Regions from separate parts of the Sus scrofa genome. Here region 1 is linked to region 2. Evidence: chromatin contacts called from public Hi-C data. All regions are on one chromosome and are shown on one strand. The core of a region is the stretch at or near the end of the contact, and the rest is flanking DNA. Distances in the headings are between cores, read along the strand shown. Region 1 has its middle 64 kb from the start of CD82. Region 2 overlaps TSPAN18 (tetraspanin-18).

The links. A called contact is a pair of places that touch in the nucleus more often than the background predicts.
Region 1: a contact with region 2 is called in a Hi-C map of retroperitoneal adipose tissue, with 3 times the contacts expected there. The contact joins two enhancer-like sites. A contact is called at or near these places in 2 of 5 promoter capture datasets (fetal skeletal muscle and liver), 22 of 47 Hi-C or Micro-C datasets (alveolar macrophages, brain, embryonic fibroblasts and 12 more) and 1 of 2 datasets of contacts at active chromatin or transcription factors (skeletal muscle).

Annotation. Positions count from the first base shown.
Region 1 is chr2:17,736,832-17,742,239 of Sscrofa11.1, reverse strand. No RefSeq gene overlaps it. Among named protein-coding and RNA genes, the nearest start is that of CD82, 64 kb to the left of the region's middle. Within about 2 kb of position 2,144, at least 9 of the 83 cell types and tissues checked have an H3K27ac peak or open chromatin away from gene starts, as enhancers often do. A contact at or near this core is called in retroperitoneal adipose tissue, where this site is marked.
Region 2 is chr2:17,484,543-17,489,300 of Sscrofa11.1, reverse strand. It overlaps TSPAN18 (tetraspanin-18), which reads left to right. Exons shown (of 11, transcript XM_021083155.1): 6 at 1-153. Among named protein-coding and RNA genes, the nearest start is that of TP53I11, 39 kb to the right of the region's middle. Within about 2 kb of position 1,745, at least 18 of the 83 cell types and tissues checked have an H3K27ac peak or open chromatin away from gene starts, as enhancers often do. A contact at or near this core is called in retroperitoneal adipose tissue, where this site is marked.

The DNA of each region.
Region 1 (5,408 bases), core at 895-3,394, 250 kb before region 2:
TAGGGTGCTCCTCCAGGCAGGCGCTGGGGCAGCAGGTACAGAGCTAGGGAGAAGGGAGGGAGGGGAAGAGAGGTGGGTGAGGACGAGTGATTGAAGATGGGGGGGGTCAGAAGAGAGGGATACACTCGTATTTGCACCTTGAAGAATAACACTGGTCGCTGTGTGGAGAGGTGGTTGGAGGGGCTTGAGTTGGGGCGGGGAGACCAGTTGTCTGAATAAGAGGCGCTAACAGCCTGGACCAGCTGGAGCAGGAGAGATGGAGGAGGGTGACCTGCCAGCCTCCTCTATGTGGGACTGAGGGACTCTCTGGGATGTGGGATTGTCATGCTGAAGCCTGGAAAGTCCTGGGCAAATGGGATGCTTTCATCACTCCAGGATGAGTGAGTCCACAAAGCAGGGAGGCTGATGGTGTTTAGAGAGCATGTGTCAGAGAAGGTTCCCGGGTTCCAGCTTGGGCAACTCAATATGATGAAGGGCCATTTACAGGCCTGGGAACCTGCGGGAGGGGCATGGCTGGGAAAAGACAAGGGGTCTTAATGGAATGGGAGCCATCGTGGAAGCTTGGGAAGGAGACTCGGGACATGCCATGTGATGGGTATAAACAGCCCAGGTGGCCGGGGAGGAGATTTTGTTCAAAGAATTTCCTGCTGTGGCCTTGGGAGCGCCGAGACTTGGGTTGGATCCCTGGCCTGGCACAGTAGGTTAAGCATCCGGTGCTGCCGCAGCTGCAGCTTAGGTGGGGACTGTGGGAGCTCCATATGCCTCGGAGAGGCCAAAAAAAAAAAAAAAAAAAAAAAGGATACAGTACCTGCGTGCCATCTTTAGAGACTAATTTTAAAAAAAATAATCATTACTTCTTTGAAGGGAGACTTGGGGGTGCTTGGATTTCCAGCCCCTTTGGAGGGGGGTACCTCCGCCAAGCCCGGCTTGGTGAGAGGCTTCCTGGGGGCCCACAAGAGATGGTCACATGTGTCTCCAGGGCGTCAGGCACACAGTGGTCCAAATGCAGTTGGCTCCCGCCAGGGAAATCAAAAAGGACCAGAAAAGGGCTGCTACCTGTGAGGGAGGAGCAGAAGGAGACGTACCTGAGGTGGGAGGGGCTGGGAGCCCAGCGTTGGTCAGCGTACAGGACACGTGGGTTTTCTGTGGTCTAAACATGGGCCCGGTCTACTAAGGAGTTCTTGTATTCCTGTCATCATCATCCCGCCTGTTCTGTGGTCTAGGAAATTTGGGAAACAATAAATAGGGAGTCTGTGTGGCCCTGGAGAGCCTGAGGTTGATTGCGGAGCAGCCACCTGGAGAAGGCACGGGGCCCGCAGCATGGGGGGCGGGTAAGGGGACCTGAGGACTCCCATGGTCCCTCCTACCCTCCGCAGAGCCCTGAGAGCAGAAGCCAGCTCCAAAAGGGACCAGTGAACTAAAACCTCCCTTCCCTGGACTTCTGCCCTCCCTCTCTAGGCTCTGGCAGCCTGTGAGACTCAAATACAAGAAGAGGGAAGAGGGCGGGGAGCAGGTGCACTCACGAGGCGGGGGAGGGGGGAGGTCAAAGCCCCTTCTCCAGGATGCAGCCTGTGGGGGAACAGCAAAGGCAGGCACGTTAACTCTGCACCAGGTTCAAAGGTATGACTCTTACCGGAGACCAGATGTTCTGAGTTGTTTAGCTTGACTCTGTGTCTGCAACTTAAAGTGACCTAAGAATTTGTCCTCCAACGGAGGATGGAAAACTAGTGGAAGTGCCTGAGTTTTCATCCAGGGATGGGAGAACTGTCTCCCATGAACAGATCCCCGGAGCTTAGGAGATACGAATAAAGCTGATTTCCACTTCAAACCCATGGGTCCAGCTTGTCCAAAGTGCTGGTTTCTGTCCCCGTGGGTAGGATGTGTTCTTAGAATTCGAGCACCTTGGGGGCAGACCCTTGCCAGATTCAACTCCATCCCTCCGGCACTGGCCTCTCTTGGATGTTAATTTCCTCCCTTCCTTCTGCCTGACGCTGGGTGCTCAGAAAGAGTGCCATCTGGTCCTGAGAGGCTAGCCCAAGGCTTCCTAGAAGTGGACAGAGCCTCAGCCCATCCCTGCTGCCATCTCAACTGTCAGTCACCTAAACCAGGGAGGGGAGTGAATGGTCAGGCCGGCAGAGAGCAGAGCACTGATCAGAGGATAGCCGGCTGCCAGCCTTGCCCGACCGACAGACGATCACGCCACACGCAGTCTGAGGTAGACCTCACCTTTCAGAGTCCCCTCCCAGGACTCTGCGAATGCTTCTATTTTCCCGGAGACCCCCCCTGCCCAGGGGGTCTGGTCCCGGGTGCTCCTGGCAGGGTGCCCGTTCTCATCCCCGACTTGGCAGCCTCCTAGCTGCAGGCTCCAGCGCTGCCCCTCCCCCCTCCTCTCCCTCCCAAGGTGGGAGCTTCAGGCTCTGCCAAAGCATTACTAAGAGGGTGGTGACGTCACCCTCCTCGGTCCCACCCCGCCCACGGCCAGCTTACCCTTCACCCTTGGCTGCCCCTGAGAATATGACACATCCTGGGTAGGGGAGGGAACGGTCCCCTGGGTCCTCAGCCCCAAGCCTGCCTCCCCCTCCCCGCCACAGCTGGTGGAGCAGTCATGGTCCTGGAGGCAGAGCCATCAGATGCAGACACACCCTCAGGCTCCTCCAGTCACCAGCTGGGTGGTTAAATGTCTGGTCCTTTGCCGTCATGGCCACCTGGGGGCCAAGGACCTCCCACCCATGCTCTACACACACATCCTGGCACCAGGCAGCCACCCCCAGTGACTTTATCTCCTTGAGCCCCATTGCTGAAACGAGGCTAGTAATGCGGCTTGCCTCGCAGGGCGCATGTGAGGCTGGAACGAGATCATGCCCATCAGGTCCCGGCCCTGGGGAAGGGGAATGTCGGTCCATCTTGGTTGCCAGTGGGATGTTCGTTCCTAACTCCCCAAGGTCTATCTCAAAGTTAAATGTCTGGTCCTTTGCCGTCATGGCCACCTGGGGGCCAAGGACCTCCCACCCACGCTCTACACACATATCCTGGCACCAGGCAGCCACCCCCAGTCTGAGGCATCTGTGCAAATTCCTACTCTGATTGCAGGAACTCCTGCTCCCCGGTGGGGGTCAAGGCTACAATGCCAGCTCCTGGCACCAGCTCCTCCTCCTTCCTGTCAAGAGAAAGCAAAGACCTGGATGAAAGTTTTATTCAGAAACAACTTTGATACACAATAAGGCTGCTAATCCCCAGCCCCCGCCACCTGGACCCTGGGACTCAGAATTCGAATGCACAGGGCAGCTGGCTTGGTGTTGGGAAGGGGAGAGCCTCCCTTGTTGCTCCAACAGGGAGCCACTGAAAAGTGTGGATTGAGGGTTAAACTGTAGACATTATCAAAGATACAGTCGCTTGATGGCAGCCAGTATGGACGACTCTCCTTATAACCCAAGTAAGTTCCACTCAACTTTTCCATCTGAATTGTACCCCTGGTTTCATCCTCCCGTGCAGCTGGGATGCAGTGGCTGAGAGCAGGGCTGTGGAGCCAGCGTCCTTTGGCTAAAATCCCCCCTTCAGCAGTACTAGCTGTGTAGCTATGGATGCATGACTTAACCTCCCTACAGCTCAGTTTTCTAGAAAGGGGATAATAGTAGTGCCTGTATACATGATTGTTAAGAATAGTAAGTGATTATACATGGAAAATACTTGGGGTCTTCAAGTCCCACGATGAGTGAGCTACTTGGACACGCTCTCCCAAATATGTCCCCTAAAAAATCCCACATAAAATATCACAAAACAGGGGTTCCCGCTGTCATGCCGTGGGTTAAGGATTAGGTGTTTCCTCTGTGGCAGCCCGGGGTCCCATCCCTGGCCTGGTGCTGTGGGTTGTCGCAGCGCTGATGTAAGTAGCAGCTGTGGCTGGTATTTGATCCCTGGCGCAGGAACTTCCATATGTTGCAGGTATGGCCATTTTAAAAAATTACAAATCAAAGACTAGCAGGAGTGAAAAATGATTTTTCAGGGAGTTCCCTGGTGATCTAATGGTGAAGGGCTCAGCACTGTCCCTGCTGGGGCTTGGGTTACTGCTATGGCTTGGGTTCAATCCCTAGCCCGGGAACTTCTGCATGCCATGGGCACAGCCAAAAAATTAGGATTTTCGATTCAGGAAATTGGGGATATAAGTTGATATCAATGACAGCTTTCATCTGCCGAATCCCATGAACTAGATCAGAAAGACCTAAGTAAATGGGAAGAGACCTTCTGCTCAGAGATTGGGAGATTTGATATTGTGAAGATGGCAATACCCTGCACATTGATTTATCAATTTGATGCAACCTCTTTCAAAGTCCCAGCTGGCTGTTTAAGAAGAAAAAGATCAAGAATAGCTAAACCTGGAGTTCCCATCATGGCTTAGTGGTAACAAACTGGGCCAGTATCCATGAGGATGCAGGTTCGCTTTCTCGCCTCATTCAGTGGGTTAAGGATCTGGCTTTTCCGTGAGCTGTGGTGTAGGTCACAGATGCAGAGATGCAGCTCAGATCCCACGTTGCTGTGGCGTAGGCCAGCAGCTACAGCTCTGATTCCACCTCTAGCCTGGGAACTTCCATATGCAACAGATGCGGCCCCTAAAAAAAAAAAAAGCTAAACTTGAAAAAGAACAAAGTTGGAAGACTCACACTTCCTGATTTTAAAACTTATTACAGGCGTCTCCACCATGGCTCAGTGGTTAACAAACCCAACTAAGATCCATGAGGATGCGGGTTCAGTGGGTTAACTCACTCAGTGGGTTAAGGATCCAGGGTTGCTGTGAGCTATGGTGTAGGTTGCTGCAGTGGCTAGGATCCTGCATTGCTGTGGCTGTGGCATAGGCTGGCAGCTGCAGCTCTGATTTAACCCCTAGCCTGGGAACGTCCAAATGCCATGGGTACAGCTCTAAAAAGACAAAACACAAAAACAACAACAACAACAACAAAATGAACGTATTACAGAACTGTAGTAAACAAGACAGTGTGGTATTACCATAAGGAGAGACGTAGAGATCAGTGAGACAGAAATGAGAATCCAGGATAAACTAGTACATTTTTGGAAAAGGGCGCCATGACAATGCAGTAGGGAAGGAATAGTCTTTTCAACAAATGGTACTAGGACATCTGGATATCTACATGCCAAAAAAAAAAGAAGTTATACCCTTCCTTATATCACACATGAAAATGAACTTACCGTGGAGCCCCATCCTAAATGTAAGAGCTAAAAATACAGAACTCTTACAAGAAAACATGGGTGGAAATATTATTGACCTGGCTGTAAATCTCAGTTCCTTCTTGGATACAACACCTAAAGCACACCACCAAAAGAAAAAAAAAAAAGGATAAATTAGACTTCATCAAAATTTAAAACTTTTGTGCTTCAAAGGACATCATCAAGAA
Region 2 (4,758 bases), core at 496-2,995:
GTCGACCCCACCGGCTTCCGCGAGATCGTGGCTGCCAACCCCCTGCTCATCACGGGTGCCTACATCCTCCTGGCCATGGGGGGCCTGCTTTTCCTGCTCGGCTTCCTGGGCTGCTGCGGGGCCGTCCGGGAGAACAAGTGTCTGCTGCTGTTTGTGAGTACCCCACCCCCACCCCACCCATAGGTGTCCTAGGGCAGGCTGTGGGGATCCTGGGTCCACACTGCAGGGGACTCACACCGAGGTCTGAGCCGGGTGGGCCAGGAGCAGGAGGGCCACCAACCCTTCCTATATGCATCAGTGGCCTCAGCTCCTGGAGCCCGCTCTTTGCCCTGGACCCGTGCCTGCTGTGTGGGCGAGCTGCCCCCTGGTGGAGGGTGGCCTTGGCCTCTAGGTCTGAAGAGCCAGGATTCGCCAAGGCAGGATCAACTGAGAGTGTTGACTCTTGATGCTTTTCAACTCACTTGCTTTTAAGAGCTAAAATATATAACTCCTTGGTAAAAGCTAAGATGGCTATTGGATAAATCATTTAGCTTTCACATTTCTACTTCCAAAATAGAAATGATATGATCTCCGAAGGGCTTTTATTCATGAAATAAATAGCGCTCCATCTGCCTTCCAGGCTGCATAGTTCACTAGCTGCCGTAGATGCATTGAGGGCCAAGAATGGCCACCCCTCCCTGGAAGATGGGCTTGTGGGAAGCAGGCGAGTCCCCGAGGATGATCTGGGTGGGCCTGGGTTTGTGCATGTGCCCTGCTGTAGTCTAGTTTCTTTCTTTCTTTCTTTCTTTTTTTCTTTTTGGGGCCGCACCCTCAGCATAGGGAAGTTCCCAGGCAAGGGGTCAAATCAGAGCTACAGCCTCCAGCCTACACCTCAGCCACAGCAAGGCCAGATCCAAGAAATGTCTATGACCTACACCACAGCTTGCAGCAACTCCAGATCTGTAACCCACTGAACGAGGCCAGGGATCGAACCCTCACCCTCATGGATACTAGGCGGGTTCATTACCGCTGAGCCACAGTAGAAACTCCTGGTCTAATTTCTTAACCTCACTGAGCTCACTGTCTGCTTGTTAAGTGAAGGCCCAACCAGTTCTGCCGTGAGTTACGAGCTTGGATGTCCTGTTTCACTGCTCTTCTGCATTCACATGGGCTGTGATGCTTTGGGCCTCTGCTTACTCCCCGGGCTTTGGTGATGGGGCTTCCTCCCCTACAAGGTGCTGTGCCCCCAGGGCTGGGAAAACTGAGTTGAGGGCAACCCTGTTAGAGGGTAAGTTAAAAACAGCCCAGCTTAGAAAAGTGTGCATGTGGATGGGCCGACTTGCAGACACTCCTCTTGGCCAAGTGGGTGGGTGGGTGGGTGGGTCAGGAGTTAAATGATAGGGAGATGTGGGCTGGTCGGTGACATGGGCTGATCAGCTGAGGGATTTCCTGGCCAGGCTTCTGTCCGCTCCTGTCATTGAGCCAGCAGCAGTGGCTTTGGGAGGCAGAGATCTGGCACGGTGCCTCCTCCCCAGCTTGGAACAGGCAGGACAGCCCCCATTCGTGTCACAGAGAGAAAGTGAAATCAGCTGTGAAATGTGTGGCTGGGGAGCTCTGGGTCCCTTTGGCCTCCGGCAGCAGCGTAAACACTGCAAACTTTTCAGCTGGAGAGAAACAAAGAAACCCGTGGGCGCCCCCTGGTGGAGGGCTCTGCACAGCATCAGATGGTGCGTGGAAAGGTCTGGGCTCGGGCTGCCGGGGATTTTGAAAGGAGCTGAGTAGGAGGAGTCCCAGGACACAGCAAACCTCCCAACCCCTGCCCTGCACCTCGGCCCTCGGTTGAGGCTCAGTGTTGGGGCTCATCCAACATTAATGGGCTCATCCCTGAAGCCAGGACAGGAAGCCAGGCTGGGGCTCCGGGCTGGGAGCCGGCTCCAGGTCTCGCAAGCCCTCTCTAGCTGTGTGGCTCCTCTGAGCCTGCCAGCTAGAAAAGGACACCCTCGCTCTCCTGGCACTTAGGGGTGAGACCAGGGGCCAGAGGCGGTTTGCCTCAAGTCCCAGCTGCGGCTGAACCTTAAAGCCCCCCTTCCCACCACCTCTCTCTTCTGCCTCCTTCCTCCTTGTTTGTCTCTGTTTCATTATGTCCCTTTCTCCCTTTCTTTTCTATTTCTCTACTTTTGTCTCCTTGTCTATCTCTGCCTTTCTCCTGATCTTTTGGTTTCTATTCTTGCTGCCTTGCCTCTGTCCCCTCTCCCTGCCTCTCCCGCTTTCTTTACTTTTTCTGCTTCCCCTCCTCCCTCCCCTCCCCACTCCTGCTCCCTCTCTCTGTCTCTGTCCCTCTCTCAGATGCCCAGCACACACAATCCTGAAGTCACAGTTCAGGTCAAAGACAGGGCCCTCGAACCCAGGTCTCCTGTCTCTCAGACCAGGGTCTTATCCAGGGGCTTTTGACCTGGAAGGGACTCAAGTGGTTCAAAACTCACCCAAAATTAGGTGCAAAATATCATGTCAGGGCCTCTGTGTGCGTGTGCGTGTACATATGTGTTGCATGTGGAGGGGGGGCCCACCACAGCTTCTGGAATGTTTTCAGAAAGACTCATGATCTAAAAACTAAGAGGATCTCCTGTCTCTTCCAACCTGGACCTGGCCATGTGACGGTTCTAGCTGAAGAGGGGCTCCAAGCCTCATTGCTGGCAGCCCCTGGGGTCCTTTAAGAGGTCTGAGCCACCTCCTCAACCTTTGGGCAGGGAGGGGAGACTTGTCTTGAGAAGGGCCAAGAGGGAGCAAGTTTAGGCACCTCTGGAACTTGCCTCAGAGGCCTGCAGAGAGCAGAGGCTTGGGGATAGGGGTTAGCCAGGCGTGCCCCGCCCCTGCCCTGAGGCTAAACCCTAAGGGGGTCCGGTGACCCTCAGCCCAGGGACAGTGAGCCTAATGTCCATGTCACCTGATGATCAACTTCTCTTTTTTCTTTTTTTAGGGCCACACCCATGGCGTATGGAGGTTCCCAGGCTAGGGCTGCAGCTGCCAGCCCACGCCACAGCCCCAGCAACACGGGATCCAAGCCGCATCTGTGACCCATGCTGCACCTTGTGGCAATGTGGGATCCTTGACCTACCGAGCAAGGCCAGAGATTGAACCCACATCCTCAAGGATACTAGTTGGGTTCTTAACCCACTGAGCCACAACGGGAACTCCATGATCAACTTTTCTAAAGAAACATGTCCCAAACGTTCCCGCTGATGAATTTCACAGCATTTTCCTGAACAACAGGACAAGGTCAGTCTCTTAGGGACATTCCGCGTCATCCCCTTTTTTCCTAGTCGCTCATCCATGAGTAGTTCAGGGGATGTTTTTAGCCCGTTTATTTAAAGATTCACATTTTTAAAATACTTGATAACAAAGGCTTGCTAAATTGGAAAGAACAGCAGAAAGAGATGGGTGTAATTTCAAAGCGACAAATGAGCTGAATTGCACATGAAGTCTGGGCATTTGGTAAATATTTATTAGAAATGAGAACGAAGAGCAGACGTGCTGTAGGCAGATGGGTTAGAAAAGCCTGGAGATGCTCACACGTAGGCAAAATAGCAGTTTTTACCCCTTTACGAATTCTCTGATCCTTAGCAAAATGATGTACATTTACTGTTCAGCAATTCCTGCAAATGTGTCCTTAGGCAAATAGGATGAGGTCAGATGAGGCGAGCAAACCCTAGGGAAGGTCTCCGTTAGGGGGAGCCCCGGGAAGCGTGGGGGGAACTTCCCTGATAGCCAGTGGCCGCCCTGTTAAAGCAGGGGGAAATGACTTCATGCCCTAGAAGTTGGGAGAAGTGACCCTTCGCTTTCCTTCAGGGGATGCCCCCTCACATGCCCAAGTCCCTATATTTGGGGAGTCCTGCTCCAGGAGAGAGCGATGGCCAGGAGCTGGGCAGACCCCCTTCCTCTGGGGAGGCCGGCTTTCCCCATCGAGGTGTGACCAGGTTCACTCTTGCATTTCATCCCATGAATCGTATGCTTTTCATCCCATGAATTTCATTTCATGAATCCTAAATCTTGCCTCAATGGACCCTCCATCAGGATGGGGACCACATTTCTGCCTTGTGTGTCCCTGCTGGCAGGTAGCACAGTACCTGGCACAGAGTAGGTGCCCAATAAAGCCCTGGAATGAAGAAACGGAGAGGAGGTGGTCTGGAAGGTGTAGGTAAGAGCGTGGGCTTTGGAATCAGAAAAGCCTGGTTCTAATCCCTGCTCTGCCAGTTTGTGGCTGTGTGCCCTGGGGCCAGTGACTTAACCTCTCTGAACTTCTGATTCCTCATATGTAAAAGGAAGGTAATAATACCTCCTTGCCAGCCATAGTGTTGTGATCAGGACTCAAGAAGAAAATGGGCGTCTTGCTTAACTCTGGTCCTGGCACATAGGAGCATTTGATAAACGGGAAACTAAACGGATGGCTGTCGATCCACAAGAGAGCCTGCTGGCCAGCTGAAGTCTTCAGACCTGGAGGCTCTTCTGGGTTCTGGCATAACATGGTCTTAGGAGGCTGTGTTCCCATGTTTATCCCAACTGTGCCACTTACCAGCTGGCCCAGCTAGGTCTTCTACCCTCTCACAGTCTCAGTTTCCTCATCCGTAAGACAGGTGCCGATGATAACAGCAGCTGCTTTGCCAGGCTGCCCAGAGGGTTCAGTGACATGATCCGTGTAAGAGCCACAGGGCTCAGGTGCTAAGTGCTCCATCGATGGAGCTCTTGTTATGTTTCCCAAGTTTTCCCACACCAGCGCTTGGC